2 separate regions of the Rattus norvegicus genome follow, and region 1 is linked to region 2. Evidence: chromatin contacts called from public Hi-C data. All regions are on one chromosome and are shown on one strand. The core of a region is the stretch at or near the end of the contact, and the rest is flanking DNA. Distances in the headings are between cores, read along the strand shown. Region 1 has its middle 11 kb from the start of Arhgap8. Region 2 has its middle 12 kb from the start of Prr5.

Region 1 (2,700 bases), core at 10-2,509, 37 kb after region 2:
GCCAGTTCTACTCCAGCTGGAGTGACACGATGAAACAATGTTCCGAAACAATAATAAAATGACATTGGAAACATGTATTCAACTTGAGTGACCACTGGTGACTGATGGCTTGGTGAGGCTTCCGTAACATTCCATCTCCAGGGGCTCTTGCCTTGTTCTGTGGTAACTTTCAAAGGCTTCTGGGACTGTCTTAGTCAGGGTTCTCTAGAGTCACAGAACTTATGGGTAGTCTCTGTATAGTAAGGGAATTTGTTGATGACTTACGGTCCGTAGTCTCCTGGTATTCATAGCCACTATGCCTCAAGATCTCCATGCCAAGATCCAGGTCAGAAACTTGTGTCTTCCAGCCTCAAGATCAGGATCACAGATGACCCTTCCAATTCTGGATTGTAGTTCATTCCAGATACAGTCAAGTCGTCAACCAGAAATAGCCATTACAGGAGAGGATGCTGCCATGGCCTTTAAAAACTTGTCATGGAAGAATGAATGTGTGTCCATCTTTTTTAACATGGATGACAGGCCATTCAAGATCTCAGTGAGCCCTGGGTTCACACTATCAGGGTAGGGTTCACTGCTAGCAAACCAAACCCTCGATTCTGGCCCCTGACTAGACTTTGCTGCTGCAGATGCTGTGGCTGAAGATGTGGGTCAGTGGGTAGAGTGCTTAGTATGCACAAGGCCCTGGGTTCAATCATCTGGTGATTCCCATCTAATCCCAGCACTCAAAATGAGTTCAAAGTCATCCTTAGCTATATAATAAGTCTGAGGCTAGCCTGGACTACGTGGACCCTGTCACTTGTTTTGAGATAGGGTCTCACTATGTTTCCCTGGCTGTCCTGGAACTCTCACTACATAGACCAGGCTGTCTTCCAAGTCACAGAGACTCCGCCTCTTGAGTACTGGGATTAAAGGTGTATTCCACTATTGTCTACTGAACCTTGGTGTGTGTGTGTGTGTGTGTGTGTGTGTGTGTGTGTGTGTGTGTGTGTGTGTGTGTGTGTTGTTTTGTTGTGTCTTAAAGTCACTTTTCCACCCAATTATCAGACACCTAGGCTTTGTCTCCTGCTGCTTAGAGGCAGAGGTGGCCCAAGGTCCTGAGCCTCAGCTTTGCTAATGAGAAGTTGAGGTGCTTTGTGGCCTCACATGAGGCCCTGGTTAGTGTTAGTGTGAGAGTCAAGCTTCCTGTCTGGCCTCTCCCTCACACCCACAGGCCCTAGGGCCCAGCATGCCAAAGGGGCGTGTTACCCAGAGTCCTCTGTTCCCACCCTGTCCCAAGTCCAGTCACCATACTTCCTGTGGCTCCTGTACCCAACCCTCAGACATAGGGATTAAGGAACAGTGTCCCTTTGTCCCCAGTTCTGTACCGTTCCCCAGTGCCCTTTGGGATGAAAGCCACTTTGGTGGTGAAGGTCATTCCTTCACAGAGGTGCTTGCCCTCCCACCAGCTCCCTCAGGAACATGCTCTCAGGGCACAGGATTGTACCTCCTCAGTGCCCTTCCCAACAGCCTCAGCTCTTCGAGTGCCACAGCACAGGGAGAGGGAAAAACTGGGCCGCTGCCATCACTCTCAAAACCTTTGAAACTTCTTCCAAGGACCTGGCAGCCTGCTTCCTGAAGCTCCAGGGCCCTTCCCACCTAACTGTGGGAAGCCTCTCTGCCCTATCTCTATTCACACATACTGTCCCATACACACACACACACACACACACACAGTACACACACACACACACACACACACACACACACACACGTCCCTACTTACATGTTCACATACACATGTACAGAGACATATCCCACACACACACATACGTGCTTAGATACCCACTCACAGTACATGTTCACACTTGCCTCCTGGCCCTCCCCTTGGGAGAGGTAAGTATGGAGGGGTCTGTGACACCTCAGCTCACTCCCATTTTCCTAGAGTATCCCCATGGCTTCTGGGCACCACTATCTGACCCCAGATTCAGGAAAGCGATACTCTGCCTATGTTTTGCCAGGCTCTAGGCCTCAGGCAGTGCAGCTCGGAGGGCTCAAAAGGGACAGAGGCTGGGGCATTGGATTAACTGGTACTTCTTTTTTTTTTTTTTTTTTTTTTTTTGTCTTTCTTTTTTTTCGGAGCTGGGGACCGAACCCAGGGCCTTGCGCTTGCTAGGCAAGCGCTCTACCACTGAGCTAAATCCCCAACCCCCTAACTGGTACTTCTTATCATCATCATCGTCATCGTCGTTATCGTCATCATCATCGTCGTCGTCGTCGTCGTCGTCATCATTATTACTATTTTGGTTTTTGGAGACAGGGTTTCTCTGTGTAGTCCTGGCTGTCCTGGAACTCCGAAGACCAGCTGGCCTCAAACGCAGAGATTCTCTTGCCTCTGCCTCCCGAGTGCTGGGATTAAAAGCCTGTGCTGACACCACCCTGTATCATTTTTGTGTTTCCACGAGCTGCAAGCACCAAGGGGCTGGGAATGGAGTGTGATAAGGTTCTGTGGCCAAGTGGTAAAGGAAGAAAGGTTAGAAAAAGGCAGGGAGGGGGGGTTGGGGATTTAGCTCAGTGGTAGAGTACTTGCCTAGCAAGTGCAAGGCCCTGGGTTCGGTCCCCAGCTCCGAAAAAAAGAAAAAGAAAAAAAGGCAGGGAGGGACGGAAGTGGGGGAGGTTCCCTCTCAGTGGCCTGTCTGCCAGGCGTGTGTTGGTGTGGGCCTC
Region 2 (2,700 bases), core at 186-2,685:
TGCTGGAATTATAGGTGAGCACCACCATGCCCATCTTCTGGTTTCTTTTTTCTTCCTTCCTTTCTTTCTTTCTTCCTTCCTTCCTTCCTTCCTTCCTTTTTCTCCTTTGTCTGCCTGCCTGCCTGCCTGCCTGTCTGTCTGTGTCTGTCTGTCTGTCTGTCTGTCTGTCTGTCTGTCTGTGATCTTTCCAGATAAGGTTTCTCAGTGCAGCTCTGACTGTCCTGGAACACACACACACACACACACACACTCTCTCTCTCTCTCTCTCTCTCTCTCTCTCTCTCTCTCTCTCTCTCTCTCTGTAGACCAGGCTGTCCTTCATCTCAGAGATCCACCTGCCCCTGCCTCCCCAGTGTTGGGGGACTAAAGGCATGGCCACCACTGCCTGGCATGGCCTTTTTTCTTCCCCAATAGATCCTGGAGTGGGGTGGTGTCTACATTGCCCAGCCCACACAGGTCACCAGGCAACACCTGGGTGTGTGTTCTGCGTTTTCATGTGGTGTCTTCCCAGCTCCCTCTCTGTCTTTAGACACTGCCCAGCTCCTACCCTGCCTGAGTTCTTAGCCAGGCAACACCCTGCATGGAGCACATCCTGTACGTCACACACCCCTTTGGAGGGTCCCCATGTCGCAGAAATGTGACAGTCCTGTGCATCTCAGGCTCTGCCAAATGAGACCCAGAACACTGTGTCTCAGAGGCCTTGGAAGGAGTGAGCCTTAGATGGGGCACCATGGAAGGTGCGTAAAGGCCTTCGTGGTGACTGCTGTCACTCCGAGTTATACTGGCTATAGCCTTTCTAGCGTGGCTGTCCCTGCAAGAAGGGGCTGGGTCTTACATTCTGTGCCCACCTGACCAGCCAGAGTGAGCCTCCCAGTGCACAAGGCCACACTGCATTACTTCAACCTCATCTTGTCTCCCATCACTGGGCAACCTTAACTCCATTGTAGAGCCAGGGTCCAAAATAGGCTTTCCCAGGATTACCTGACAGGAAGGGACATCCAGGAAGGCTTCCTGAAGGAGGTGGCCAGCACTGAGCCAGCAGGATGGCAGAACTGAGTCTGCCTGGCATTCTAGGTAGAGTGAAGGAGACTTCATGTGAGGGGCGTGGCCAAACCTAACATCCGCAGAGTAGAGTGGGGTATAAATGGTGTGGGGTTGAGTGCTGAGCTGCACCAAGATGTCCTGAAGTCATCTTGGGTCGGAAGTGAAAGGAGCTGTCCAGTTACACCTCCTGACACCGGCTATTCTCCCCACTTCAGGCCTGGACAGGAAGGGGTGTACTTTAGGATCCAAGGCTACGGGCAACCGCCTGGGACCTACTCCGTAAGCATGATAAAATATTTATCAGGAACCAGGCAGCTGGGCTTCCCTGCACAGGCTGCCACGGGCAGCTCCCACCGAAGCTGGCTGCAGCCTCGCCGAGTTCCGCTGAGTCACAGCCCGTGAGCCCTCTGTCCAGCCCGCCTGCTTGCTGTCCTGTGGCCACGTGGATTCCTCATAATATGTAAGCCATTGGGTAGCCTCAGGACCAGGGCACCCAGCACAGTGAACGCTGAGCCAACATCAGACCTCTCTGGACTGTGCAGGCCTCAGCCAAGGTCACAGGCAGACAAACCACGGGTACCCCTTCCCTCGCCCACCCTGCAGCCTCTGGCTCTCGAGCAAGGTAGGTTTTCGGCCTCTTTGGCATGGGGATGCTGAGTCTGTATGGAAGTAGGATGGGTCAGATCTCTCAGGAGCTGGCAGTTAGAGGAGATTTGCCATTTGTCTGACCCCGAGTCTGTCTCTGAGAAGTCTGACTCAGATAAGGACCAATTCCTAGGTCCAGCCTAATGTGCGTGACAGTACTGGGACTTTACGTTTGAATCAGCAACAACAAAAACAGCGGCAGATGGTACCTTCCTTCTGCTGCTCGGGGTGTGAGAGCGCCCAGGCTGCCGAGTCTTTTGCTCATCCATTCATAAAACAGTTTGTCTGCCCTGGCTGGCAATCTAGCTTGAGTCATGTGTGTGCACGCTGTGCTGTGTGACCTTGGGTAGGTTGCTCCACCTCTCTGATGCTCATAACTCCTTCATCTCCTTCATGTCCTCATACCCCTGAGGCCGGATGGGCCTCACTGGGCATTTGGAAAGGCTCCATTTTTCCAGAAAGGCCCTGGCACAGCCTGAAGGAGGCTTGCCAGGCGGTAGACCAGAGGATGGAGGACAGAACGCGCTAGGCCGGATGGAAGTGTTTCTACGGTTGTCAAGTTCCCTGGGGAAAATCTGTGGTCACCGGAGCTGCTGCCACAACATCTGGGGATGGGACAGGGAGCTGTCCACCCTAGCCATTAGTGGGGACCCTGTGGGCTGCCAAACCAGGGTCACACCCCAGTTCTGGCCAGGCCATCATGCCTCTGGCTGCCTTTGGTGTCTGCTAACCCCATTCCTGCCTGCTCAGCTGCCCCTCGTAGGCCTCTCCCCCTGCTACCGCAGCTTCTTGCCGCTCCTCCTCCAGAAGGGCGCTGTGTCTTCGAGTTCCTGTGGGAGATTGTCCTGCTCTGTCGAGCCTTCCTGGCTGTCTGTGCACGGACGCACGCACACACGCACACACGCACACACGCACACACGCACGCACGCACACACGCACACTCCCAGCATGTGTCCCATATCAGACATGCACACACGCACACACGCACGCACACACGCACACACGGACGCA

What was found. A called contact is a pair of places that touch in the nucleus more often than the background predicts.
Region 1: a Hi-C map of kidney shows a contact between it and region 2, with 2.1 times the contacts expected there. The contact joins two enhancer-like sites. A contact is called at or near these places in 9 of 12 Hi-C or Micro-C datasets (the A7r5 cell line, frontal cortex, kidney and 4 more).

Annotation. Positions count from the first base shown.
Region 1 is chr7:117,717,757-117,720,456 of GRCr8, forward strand. It overlaps a transcript of Prr5 not described here. Among named protein-coding and RNA genes, the nearest start is that of Arhgap8, 11 kb to the right of the region's middle. Within about 2 kb of position 1,260, at least 8 of the 93 cell types and tissues checked have an H3K27ac peak or open chromatin away from gene starts, as enhancers often do. A contact at or near this core is called in kidney, where this site is marked.
Region 2 is chr7:117,680,451-117,683,150 of GRCr8, forward strand. It overlaps a transcript of Prr5 not described here. Among named protein-coding and RNA genes, the nearest start is that of Prr5, 12 kb to the right of the region's middle. Within about 2 kb of position 1,436, at least 13 of the 93 cell types and tissues checked have an H3K27ac peak or open chromatin away from gene starts, as enhancers often do. A contact at or near this core is called in kidney, where this site is marked.